Regions from separate parts of the Mus musculus genome. Here regions 1, 2 and 4 are each linked to region 3. Evidence: chromatin contacts called from public promoter capture Hi-C data. All regions are on one chromosome and are shown on one strand. Each heading gives the region's core, a stretch centred on a gene start, on an enhancer-like site or on the middle of the called end of the contact. The rest is flanking DNA. Distances are from core to core; before and after follow the strand shown. Region 1 has its middle 11 kb from the start of Gm30373. Region 2 holds the start of Rnf26 (ring finger protein 26). Region 3 holds the start of Ccdc84 (coiled-coil domain containing 84). Region 4 overlaps Phldb1 (pleckstrin homology like domain, family B, member 1).

Evidence for each region. Promoter capture Hi-C pulls out the DNA fragments that hold promoters and counts their contacts.
Region 1: a promoter capture Hi-C map of hippocampal neurons shows a contact between it and region 3, with 2.8 times the contacts expected there. The contact joins the enhancer-like site here to the promoter of Ccdc84 in region 3. A contact is called at or near these places in 5 of 39 promoter capture datasets (the 3T3-L1 cell line, hippocampal neurons, liver and 2 more) and 3 of 115 datasets of contacts at active chromatin or transcription factors (T-cell acute lymphoblastic leukemia, embryonic stem cells and stem cell-derived neural progenitor cells).
Region 2: a promoter capture Hi-C map of hematopoietic stem and progenitor cells shows a contact between it and region 3, with 2.4 times the contacts expected there. The contact joins the promoter of Rnf26 here to the promoter of Ccdc84 in region 3. A contact is called at or near these places in 8 of 39 promoter capture datasets (the C10 cell line, the HPC-7 cell line, HPC-7-derived erythroid cells and 6 more), 1 of 484 Hi-C or Micro-C datasets (B cells), 8 of 115 datasets of contacts at active chromatin or transcription factors (bone marrow-derived macrophages, craniofacial prominence, embryonic stem cells and 2 more) and 4 of 9 other capture datasets (adipose tissue, embryonic stem cells, liver and 1 more).
Region 4: a promoter capture Hi-C map of liver shows a contact between it and region 3, with 3 times the contacts expected there. The contact joins the enhancer-like site here to the promoter of Ccdc84 in region 3. A contact is called at or near these places in 12 of 39 promoter capture datasets (the 3T3-L1 cell line, 3T3-L1-derived adipocytes, the HPC-7 cell line and 7 more), 1 of 484 Hi-C or Micro-C datasets (bone marrow-derived macrophages), 11 of 115 datasets of contacts at active chromatin or transcription factors (bone marrow-derived macrophages, effector CD8 T cells, embryonic basal ganglia and 7 more) and 5 of 9 other capture datasets (adipose tissue, embryonic stem cells, liver and 2 more).

Annotation. Positions count from the first base shown.
Region 1 is chr9:43,983,392-43,986,091 of GRCm38.p6, forward strand. No RefSeq gene overlaps it. Among named protein-coding and RNA genes, the nearest start is that of Gm30373, 11 kb to the left of the region's middle. Within about 2 kb of position 1,425, at least 49 of the 459 cell types and tissues checked have an H3K27ac peak or open chromatin away from gene starts, as enhancers often do. A contact at or near this core is called in hippocampal neurons, where this site is marked.
Region 2 is chr9:44,111,744-44,114,647 of GRCm38.p6, forward strand. It overlaps Rnf26 (ring finger protein 26), which reads right to left and starts at 1,308. Exons shown (of 1, transcript NM_153762.3): 1 at 1-1,308. The coding sequence starts at 1,206.
Region 3 is chr9:44,416,634-44,419,618 of GRCm38.p6, forward strand. Ccdc84 (coiled-coil domain containing 84) reads right to left here and starts at 1,436. Exons shown (of 11, transcript NM_201372.4): 1 at 1,236-1,436; 2 at 1,000-1,163; 3 at 478-576. The coding sequence starts at 1,355.
Region 4 is chr9:44,706,896-44,709,916 of GRCm38.p6, forward strand. It overlaps Phldb1 (pleckstrin homology like domain, family B, member 1), which reads right to left. Exons shown (of 22, transcript NM_153537.4): 10 at 990-1,145. Among named protein-coding and RNA genes, the nearest start is that of Phldb1, 27 kb to the right of the region's middle. Within about 2 kb of position 1,611, at least 128 of the 459 cell types and tissues checked have an H3K27ac peak or open chromatin away from gene starts, as enhancers often do. A contact at or near this core is called in adipose tissue, embryonic forebrain, embryonic stem cells and 4 more, where this site is marked.

The DNA of each region.
Region 1 (2,700 bases), core at 175-2,674, 430 kb before region 3:
ACAGTGGGAAAGAATCCAGGAGTAGGATGTTTTCCAAAGCTTGTTCTTTGACAGTGCTGACTAATGGAACTTCCTGGGGTGACACCAGTGTTCTGTGTCTGTGCTGTCCCCTGGGCCCCACCATCTCTAGCCCACATGGATGCTGAGCATCTGAAGTGTGTCTATTGGGACTGAAGAACTGAATTTTCCCTCCTAATACAGTTGTAATGAACTTAGACATAAGCCTTATTACATGATGCAAATGAGCAGCTCGTGGACCAGATGCCACAGCTGTAAAAGCATCATCCACCCTGTGTACATATGCATTAATGCATGTTCATGTACATATATACATATATGTGCAAATATATACAATACATATATGTATATGTGTATATGTGCAAATATACATATATTTAGATATACATATATGTACATATATACAAAAATGTACATACACACACACATATATATATGCAGAGAGGGAAAGGAGGAGTCAGGAAGGGGTAACCTCTGGTAGGACTAGGAGAGACTCTAGGACATCCTCTTAGAAGTATTTATTGAGGGCCAAGAAGGGACAGACTTTGATAATACAGCATTTGACACACAGTAGGGAAGAAGAGCTATTAGCCAGGTGTACAGCACTGCTCATCTCAGATACTGTAAATCAGGAAAGGCTTCACAGAAGAGATGATTTCAAAGGTAAAGCATCAGATAGAAACTGTCAGAAAGGGGTTTGTGCAAAGGCCCTGAGGCACAGCAGACCCAGATGACAATTAAGTAGATAGGGAGCTCAACTCAAGCAGCCGTGCTCAACCCCTCGCAGTGGGTAGCACATGCTGGGCCCTCCCCAGAGGAGGAGGGGGACAGGCACAGTGCCAGGCAGGCCACATCTAGTTTGCTCATTCCTCTCCCATGACTCCTGATGTCTCCACCCACCCCATAAACATGATTTGGAAAATCTCTTGTCCCAGTCCCCGGCTGAGCCAGTTCCTCTGCCCTTGTGCACCCTCTCTGAGGTCAGCAAGAGCTGGGAATTGAGCCCTCGTCCCTCCAGGAGCTCCTGACTCATTCTGGAGAGAGCAGCTAAGCCTGCATTCTCAAAAACCAGTTCCAACTGGAGGGGAACAGACATGACCCCAGCTTAGGGACACAGACACCAGAGAGCAGGGTAGGGAGAGCCAGAGACAGCAGGAAAGAATTTGGCAGCGGGACAGAGGCTGATGGGAAGAGATATTTGACAGACAGCCCACACCAGTAGGAGACAGACATGCCAGGGACAAAGATGACACAAACGAGGAACAAGGACATACCAAGGCAACCAAAGACAGCACCAGGACATCCAAGTATAAAAAACAGACTGGACTGTCACCCTGGAAATGGTGGGGTAGACTCTCCCGCAGCACTGAGCTGTCACATTCACTGTCTGCAATTGCAAAGAAGACCACAAGAGGGCACCATTGCTCCAAGAAAGCTCACAAGCCTGGTGGTTCAGAATGGTCAAATCAGACTCCCTGGTTTTGGCAAGTCTGTAGGAGGCTAAGGACCAAGAACCTCCACACTCTAAGCTGGAGAGTGTCCTTTCCTTGCCCCAGGATGTCCTCAATCTAGTTCTTGGACTCCACATTACCTGTCCCTAGCCTAGCTCATTATTACCGTCTGAAGCTGGGCATACCAGGCATGGCCCCTGCGTTTGCTTGAAAGGGGGGAACAACACGCAGGTCTGGGGTCTGAGACATGCACTGAGCCTAGAGCAGGCTTTGGTTTCTTCTTGATGAATCCTTGGGTTCAAAGCATGCCCCACACAAGTCTGACCCCATGTTCAGCAGCAGTCTACAGGGCTAAAAACAATGCCACCCAGGGCTGCGTTCACAGAACCATGTGGCTTCAGGATGCAATTAGTAATGTGGTCACATCTTTGAAAGAGCTGTTAATAAGCCAATGTAAAGCAGGGGGACAAGCCCTGTGGAACTGCCCTTGTTACATCAGTGACACAGCAATATTGTTAAATACACTTTGTCATCTCTAAGACAAGCGTCTATAGCCATTACCCATTTTGCAGATGGAAAAACTTGGACAGATTCCCTCCCATGACTCTTCTCTTCCCCCTGAGCCATAGCCATGGTTACAGCTTAGCCTTAATTCCCAAATGGCCTTGAACTTCCTCCTGCCCTTTAGCCAATCCATCCACTGCCCTCTCCTGGTTCTGTTCCCGGAGTCTTAGGGATATAACCAGGGTCCTGCACATCTAGGTCGCTGCCCTACTACTGAGGTAGATCCCTGTGGTGGCTATTCTTGGTTGTCAACTTGATTACATCTGGAATTAACTAAAGCCCAAGTGGCTGGGTACATCTGTGAGGGATTTTTTCTTGATTGAATCATTAGATCATTTGAGGTCGGAAGGCCCACCCTAAGTCCAGATCATTTGAGGTCAGAAAACCCACCCTAAAATCTGGGCCACACCTTCCATTGGCAGCCTATACAAAAGGCATGGAAAAGGGACGCTTTTGCTCTTTGCCTGCCTGTTCAAACGCTCACAGGCAAGTGTTCTCCTTCACTGGTGTTAGAGTTCTTGGATATCTGTTGGTAGGCAGCCATTGTTGGACAAGCTGGACCACAGCCTCAAGGCATGCTAATAAATTCCATATAAACTAATAAATTCCATGTAATTCCATATATATGTATATGGAATATACATATATACACATATATGTATATCTA
Region 2 (2,904 bases), core at 58-2,557, 310 kb before region 3:
GTGGCGCATGAGGATCTCAGTGCAAGCCTGGCACAGGCACAGGTGCCGGCAGGGCAGAAGCAGCACCGTTTTGCTCTGGTCCTGGCAGATAACACACTTCTTCCGCTCTTCTTGCTCCTTCAACAGCTTCCATGGGTCCTGCCCAGCGGCAGGCTCGTCCTCGTTGAGTTGCTCTCGGCCTCTAGCTGGTGCAGTTCTGATGACCTCCTCTTCTGCTTCAGGAGGAGTGTCCTGTGGCTGGATCCTGGCTGAGAACACCCTCCTGGGGCCACCTTGGGGGGCTCCTGGTGCTCCTCCCCGATTTGGCCAGCTGGCCAGTTGTAGGCTGCGGCTCCAGACTCTGCGCCAAGCCTCCAGACCTAGTGGAAGGCGAGTCAGCCGTACGATATCCTCCCAAAGCCGGTGGTAAGATGGGCGGGCATGAAGCTGACTGAGAGCTTGAGTGGCCAGCCTCAGGGTTTGTTCTGGGTGCAACACAATCAAAATCACTGCCAGCACGCAAGCCAGCAACACCAATCCAGTGAGATGGAAAACCACACAGCTGGCCAGCAGGCGGGCGGCTGAGGCCAACAGCTCCAGTGCTAGCTGGCAGGGGGTCCACAGGAGAATGGCCATAGCCACTGCACTGCTGGAGATGTGAGCGAGGAAAGCAGCCACCACGTCTGTCATCCTCCAAAGAGGCCCCGTTACAGCATCCCACAGGGCCAGCACCAGGGAGAAGAAGTTCTGAGTGCTGATGAGGCAGATGTTGACTAGACTGTTGATCACATAGGCCACCAGGCTCATGGCAATAGCACATATGTCACAGGCCTGGCGCAGCAAAGCATGGCCATTGGAGACCATGTTCAGGATGCCCCGATTCAGGAATTCCCGGCTCCTCAGAGCTCCGTGGGAGGCCAAGTGCCCCAGTAGCTTTAAGCTCTCCAAGCCAGAGTAGCAGCTATAGAGGAGCGTCCCCAAGGCCTGCAGTCCCCCGAAGGTAAATCGGACCACAGCTTCAACTAAGGCCAGCAAAGAAAGCAGGAATCCTCGACCCAAGTGCAGAAGACTGGTAAGTACCGTGTGTGGCAGATTGTAGATGAAGGCCAAAAGCCAGGCCAGGGTAGCCAGGAGGGAGGACACGAGCAGGAAGTTGAGATCCAACATCAAGGTCAGCAAGTCCAGCACCAGGCCCACCCCATTCACCACCAGGTAGACAGCCTCCATGATAGGGCTGCGAAGTTCAGGACAAAAGGAAGGCTGGCTCCTCAGGGAAGGCGGTGTCAAGGTTGCCACTATTGTGGCGAGATCGGAGTGAATTTGGAAGGGATGCGAACGTCTAACCAAGGAAGAAGCAAGGGCTACAGAAGTGGGCTTCAGGGAAGACTTTTACAGAAGGGAACGGCGTCCCGGCTTGGAAGGCGGAATGTTCGGGAGCGAAGAGGTGAAACATCTCTAAAGTGACAGCGAGCCTGGACCGGAGGAAGCACCTCAGCGTTAGGAGCCTGGAGCGGTAAACACGACAGGGCCACGGGTCAGACCGGGAGGAGACCCGCAAGGATGGGACGGAGTCGGGAAGGGCCGGGTCGGGGCCGGGTGGGGGCGGCGCAGGCTGGGCGCGGGCTCGCGGTCCAGCCACGCAAGTGCCCCTGTCCCCGCCCGGCCCCTGTCCTCCCGCTCGCGGCGAGTGGCACCCAAAGGGAGAGCGGGACGGAAAGTCAGCCTCGGCAAATCCCGAGCGCGGCCTCGACTCCACTGGGCGCCGCCATCTTGTTTGCGAAGGGACGTGGCAAGCAGGGGGCGGGACTATAGCCTGTGGCCAATCAGTGAGGGGCAATGGGCAGAAATGTCGACAAACCATTGGTGGTTTTGAATGGCGCCCAAAGACAGTTTCCAATGAGAGGGGTGGAAATGTGTTTATAAAGCGCCCCCTCCTCTTTGAAGTGGTGATAGGTCCGTTAGCATGTCGGTATAATTTTCCCTCCCTGTCCCGCTCCGCCCCTTAAAGAGCCAGAGCCACACTTTAATGAGGCTGCCTTTAAGTGTTGTGGCCCCAACTCCACCTGCTCCCGATCCTGCGTGCATTCTTGGAGCTCTGGGCTAGGCTCTGAGATAGTACCTCCTCCGCGTACGCTGGGACCCCCGCCTCATCTCATTCATTCATTCATTCATTATTTATTTATTTATTTATTTATTTATTTTTGGGTTTTCGAGACAGGGTTTCTCTGTGTAGCCCTAGCTGGCCTGGAACTCACTCTGTAGACCAGGCTGGCCTCGAACTCAGAAATCCGCCTGCCTCTGCCTCCCAAAGGCATGCACCACCATGTCCGGCTCATCATTTATTTTTTATCATTTATTAAGCACTTAACATGCCTTGGAAATACAACCCTTTTTAAGATTATCGTCTTATCTCAAGCTATTCACAAAGTGAAAAAGATTGTTAAAGGAGATCTGTTGTCATTGAGAAAAGGAGCCACAGAATGAAGGAGCTCTGCTTTCTACCTTGACCCCTATCAACATGTAGGCCATCTGTAACCCATACATCAAGAGCTCCAGTGTTTTCTACTTACCCGGAGGTCTCTCGGGTGACTATCATACTTGTTAGCCTTAATTGTCAACTTGGCACAGCCTGGAATCATGTGAGAGAAACCTCAATTTAAGGGATTGCCCAGGTGGGTTTGGTCTGTAAATTTGTCTGTGAAGGATTCTTTTGTTAATTGACAGAGGAGGACCCAGCCAACTCTGGGTAGCAACATTACCTAGGCAGAGGGGTCCTGGACTGTGTAAGAAGAAAGCTTGTGGAGAGTGACCCAGGAACTGTACCAGCTAGCTAGCTAGCCTCAGCCTCCATGGTTGGCAAAGGTAATGTGTAACTCCAGGCGCCTGCCATGACTTTCTGCCCCAGCCTCCCTCAGACATGTACTG
Region 3 (2,985 bases), core at 186-2,685:
GAGCTATAAATGGTCACCAACACACTGGAGTTGAGTTTCCCCAATTAGTTCTTGTTTTGAGATAAGGTTCTGTCTGTAGCCTCAACTGGCTTTGGCTGCTCAAGGATCCATTCTTTGCTTCCCTAGTCCTGGGGTTACATATGTGGACCATCACACTCCCTCAGAACTCCCCAATTTAAAGAAGCTCTCGTGGGGCTGGTGAGATGGCTCACCCGACTGCTCTTCCGAAGGTCCGGAGTTCAAATCCCAGCAACCACATGTTGGCTCACAACCATCCGTAACGAGATCTGACTCCCTCTTCTGGAGTGTCTGAAGACAGCTACAGTGTACTTACATATAATAAATAAATAAATAAATAAATCTAAAAAAAAAAAAAAAAAAAAAAAAGAATGGCATAAAAAAAACCACTTTAAAAAAAAAAAAAAGAAGCTCTTGTGCCTGACAAAGACCTGGATAACTCACGAACACGTAACTCACCGTGCATAATCCTGGGGGGAGATCAGAAACTTCTCTTTCATCTGGGCATTGGCCTTGTTCTCCCACCAGAATTTGTTGGTGGCTTTCTTGTGCTCTGGGCTGAGAATGGAGAGAAAGAGTAATCGTAGCTAGTCATTAAGAGAGTAAAACTGTACCGAATGTCAGAGCACTAGGTAAGTAATGCAGATTGGCCATTGGGTTGCTTCTGTGGGCTTGGCAGAGAGAAGAGGATTGTTTATACCAACCTCTTCAAGACCTCTATCTTGGGACTCCTTTCTTCCAATAAAGTGTGTGGTGGTGGTGAGAGGAGAGCAACCTGGCTTTTCTAGAAAGATCACCCACACCACTGGGACCGTGGAAGGGCTAAGATCCACTAAACTCCACGGTTGGCCAGGTAGTTCAGTCCATAACCCAACTAAGTCACAAAGTCGACCTTCCTTCTCCCCAATTTCAACTTCCCATGCCACACGTGTGTACAACTCTCTGTCTGTACGGGGGAGGTGGGTGTTTTCCAGTTGTCACCTGGCCAGATGTTCCAGCAGACCCCCGTGTAGCACTGTCAGGTTGCCATGGCTCAGGTGTTTTCGCACTTCGCAGCCACAGCACGGGCACCAACAGCACCGATCGTGCTCGGGGACATAGCGCTCCACCTGGGCGGCGCGGACGGCCCGGCGGGCGGCCTCCACCTGCAGGACAGAAGCCAGCTAGGACCCTGAAACCAGCCCACATTCCTGGCCTCCCCAGCCCCGGGTCCGCACCTGCGGTAGAAGCCGCTCCAGAGCCCCCTTCAACTGCCGCTGGTGCTTGTGGCTGTAGACGTGACCGCGACCACAGAAGAAAGTTTGCCGACACAGAGGACATCGCTGCGGTGGCGCCATAGACCCAGGACCCGGGAACACCCACACAGCGGCGGCTCGTCACCACCCACTGACCCCTGACCCTTCCGGGCCGGACGGGGCGGGGCGACCTAGGAGCTCCCGGTTCCCCTAGAGGCAGTAGGCGCTATTGCAATCCGTTCTGCGGCTGCGCGGAATATTCACTCCGGGCCCCCACCTCCCACGCACCCGCAGAAAACCCGGCAGCTTGTGAAAGAACGAGAAAGAATGCACGCCAGTTAGGACCTCAGATCGCACACTTTCAGGCGTTGACAAAGACCCAGTTTAGCGTAACAACGCAGAACTGGTAATTTCAGGGCGCACACTGTGACCCCGTGCTTTGTGCTAATGACCTCACCGAATCCTCACGTCGATGCTTTGTGGTGTGAGATTATTGGCATTTTACACATGGGAAAAAAAAAATCTACTCCTGAAGAAATGAGGACCTCTGAGGAAAGCTAGAGAGGTGTATTAAGCAGCCCCTCCAGCTTCCCTGAGACCTGCAGGGGTCTAAGTCACTGTGATATTCTTTTTTTTTTTTTGGTTTTTCGAGGAAGGGTCCTGGAGCTCACTTTGTAGACCAGTCTGGCCTCGAAATCAGAAATCCGCCTGGCTCTGCCTCCCAAGTGCTGGGGTTAAAGGCGTGTGCCACCACTGCCCGGCAGACTGTGATATTCTTAATTTTCAAAGGTGTTCTGCACAAGAATATTCTCTGTAAGTCATTTCTCCGAGCATTGGCTGGGAAATCTAATTCTGAAAACTTGAATGGTTACAGTGAATCATGCTCTATCGCCATTACAAGAATAATGTCATACGCCGCCCAGGTCAGACCCAATATGTTTTTCCCCATTTGTTCCAAAGTTGCTCAAAGCAGTCTGCTCCCAAGGTCTCTGCAATTAAGCTTACTTGATAGTATTTTCCTGCCAGTCTCCTCTACCAAATGCTCATTTCCCACCTGAACTTGGCTTGTGTGAAACAAAACCCAGCATCTTTACAATTAAGTTCCTTGAGTGGCCAGGTTTCCAGCGCCTGCATATACAGGTAGTCAAGCCCCACCCGGCAGGAAGGAAAAAAAAATCCTGTATTAGGCTTCAAAATCCTACCAATCCCTGAGTTTGTCCCAAAAAAATCAGACTATAGAATTCCACCAATCACTGAGTTTACCCTAAAAACATGCCACAGAATTCCACCAATCACTGAGCTTGCTCCTAGAGCAGGTCACAAAATTCCACCAATCCAGGAGTTTGCCCAAGATCAGACCATAAAATCCCACCAATCAAAAACTACCCTGGAAAGTGCCCCGCCAATCCCATTCTATATTATGCTTGCCTCGTATGTGGTTCCTTGCTGCTTTTTGCCTGGGTAGAGACGATCTTTTTCTTGTATCTTTCCCAATGCATCTCTTGTGTGAGGCGGTACTTTGTAGGATCCCTAGGCTCCCGACGACTGAACTTGGATCTTCGCAACAGCAGGTGCTCTTCACCACTGAACCATCTGTCCGGCATGAGTGTGCTCTCATTCTCTCCCTCCCCTTTTACCAAGATTTTGCACCTGAGCTAGCCTCTTACCTCACAAAGATCCTCCCGCTTCAGCCTCTGAGTGCTGCAGTTCTAAATGTAAGCAACAATGCTCA
Region 4 (3,021 bases), core at 361-2,860, 290 kb after region 3:
AAAGCCCCTAGTGCTCTTAACTACCGAGCCATCTCTACAGTCCCCAAGGGCACATTTTTTTTTTTAAATGGCAGAACAGCTCAGGGAAGGAAACAAAGGATCTGAATGTATGACACCCAGTGGCTCCATTTTACCATCGAACCCCAGGCTGGCCAGCAAGTCCCCATCTTCCATTTGAACCCTACGGCCCAGACTTCGCTGTCCTTATCTTCCACATACACTGAAGCCAGGAAACTGCATGTTATATGGGCCTTGGTGTTAGCCATAGACTCTGGCATCACCTAAGCCACGCCCCTAACCCTTTCCTGCTTCTCGATGCTAACACATGGCCCATCCTCTGTCACTGTCTATGCTTGGTGTGGCTGAGACTACAGCTTTAGCAAATCTGAGCTGATCAGGGACAATGCTCCATCTTCTCTCTTTGCAGATAGACCGAGTGGGACCAAAGCAGGAACCCAGGTGGATAACTTCCTAGCAAGGCTAGCCTCCAGATCTTAGGTCTCTGAGTGTATCCCAGAACCTCCAACAGCTCTAGAAGGGCATGGACAGAGATGAAGCGGAATGACAGAGATATAGCTGAATGGCAGATATGTGCTTAGCATTCAGAAGGCTCTGGGCTAGATCTCCAACACCATAAGAAGACATTCAAGGGCAGTAGCAAGGCACCTCAGCTGCAGACTCCTCCTCCACACTCTTTTCCTGGACACACTACTGAGAGCTCTCAGTGTGAGCAATTACACTTTCCCTTGAGAGACTTCGGAGAGCCAGGGTTTAGTAAAACTAACTCTCCTTGCTGAGCCATCATCATCCGCTCTTCTGCCTTTCCACATTAATTCCACACCAGCCCTATAGTTCTCATTCTTACTGACAGTCATTAAGTAACGGAGACACAAAAAGATGTCTTTTGTGTCGTTCACAGAATGTGACTCAACCCCTGGTTACTAGCCTCCATCCTGCACTCAGGCTATGCAGGAGTGAGCAGTGCGCACCTTCCTCTTGCTCACACTGCGCAGCAACTCAGCCTTGCTCCGCAGCAGCCCTTGGCCGGCCAGCTCCCGCTCCTCCTCCACGCGACTCTCACGCTCCAGCTGCTGGAACTCCAGGTCCTCAAAGAGCTTTGTCTCAGTCTCTAGAGCGTCTGCCTCCTTCAACGACAGTGACATCGTGTTTGGGTGTGGGGATGCTCTCAAAGCCACTCTGGGCCAGGAAGGCCAGGCCACAAAGTCAGGAGTTAGGTGGGGCTGGACCCGGGGAAACTGGGGAAGGAACCGGCCCCACCGCCCAACTCCCTCTACTTTTTTGGCTGAGCCCTTTTCGCGGGACATCGCGATCTGGAGCACTGATCCCACCCAACATTGCTGGTCCCCTTCCAAGCCTCTGCACCGACCCTGTTGTCCGGCAAGTACTGCAGGGGCCAGGTGGTCCTGTCCCACCGCTCTCCTATCTTCGGTCAGGGCGGTGGCCCACGGGGGCCGGGGAGGGGGCTGGTGGAACTGACCCTTCTCAGCTGCTCCTGTAACTGTTCCCGCACTGACTCGGGGCAGTTATCGAGCTGCGTCTGGAGCTCGGCGTAGAGCGCCTGGCGGGCCTCCAGGTGCCTCCGTCCCGCGGCCAGCTCCGCCCTCTCCTGGTCGGCGGGAGGGGAGGGAGGCGGGGCACAGGGGAGAGAGAACACACACTCCTCAACTCCGGCCCGGCGCGGGGGGCAGGGGCGAGCACAGGAGTACACCGGGAGTTGGGGGGCAAGCAGCGAGACGGAAGAGAGCAGGAGAAGAAACAGAGGTTTAAGACGGGACTCAGGCAGGGGACGGTGTAACAAAGGCAGAGGTGTGGGGGCAGGGTGGAAATGTTGGTCCCTTTAGAAATGTTTTGGAAGGTCCTAAGACGGGACCTTCCGGTTCCGCTTCAAACTAAAGTTAAAGCCGATGCAAGAAGGCAAGTACCAAGCCTTGAGTTCTATCACTGTTCCGAGACCAAAATTTAACCCTGGGAAAAATGGGGATGGTGGGAAGAGTTAAATATAGGACTGGGGAGTAAACGTGGAGCTAAAGTTGTTAGAGTTACAGCAGTGCAGCAAGGGGACCCCAGCCCAACCCCCATGGCCTCCCTCCCCTCCTGCCCAGGGTGGAGGTGGGGTGCCAGCAAAGCAGGCTGAACTTCAGTAGGGATGAGGGTTGCAATTAGTTCGGCCCGTTGCCATGGTAATAGGAGCCCCAGGAGTGGATACAGGGAGGAGGTGGATGGCTCTGTCTGGGGTGAGATGACACCTCTGAGGGCGGAAAGGGGGACGAGGGAGGAGTTGGTGAGTCACCCCTCTGAAGGACATGCAGAGGAGACACTGTGATTACTGATTCCAAAGCCAGAGTGGGGCCATGGGCTGGAAGCTGGGCGGGAAAGTCAAGAGAACCTTCCCAACACCACCAACAGCATCAGCACCACCACCACCACCACCACCACCACTTCACTATCACGCCTCAAACACCTGGACCGGAGGGAAGGCAAAGTCCTAGGAGCAATCTCAGCTAAGTGAGGCTAGCCAAGCTGCTTGTGGAATGCCTTTCCCCTGTGCTGCACCAGCCCAGTTCACCCACCCATCCTGGAGGGAAGGCCTTGGTCAAGCCAGTCCTGAAGTCTAGATGCTTCTGCCTTGAAATTATCCTGTGTTCTAGGTGGCCTCCAGGGTAGAGGTAGGGAAAGGAACATCTGAATTCAGGGAAGCAAGAATGGGTAGCCAGCCACTCAGAAAGGGCCTCTTCAAGCTCTCCAAGACTGTGCCCACATCTGACCTCCTTATTACTCAGCTCTGGAGGGCTAAGCAGAAGGGACAAACAGTTCACTGCACCTCCAATCCCTGCCCTTCAGTAAACAGGCAACATTATGGAGGCAAAGCCCAGACCTTTCCAGTAGGAGGCGCTGTTTGGGCAGAACATCTCCTTGGTCATGCACATCTCCCCGCAAAACACACACACACACACACACACACACACTCTTATACTCCTCCTGTCAGTGTTCCACTAAGCA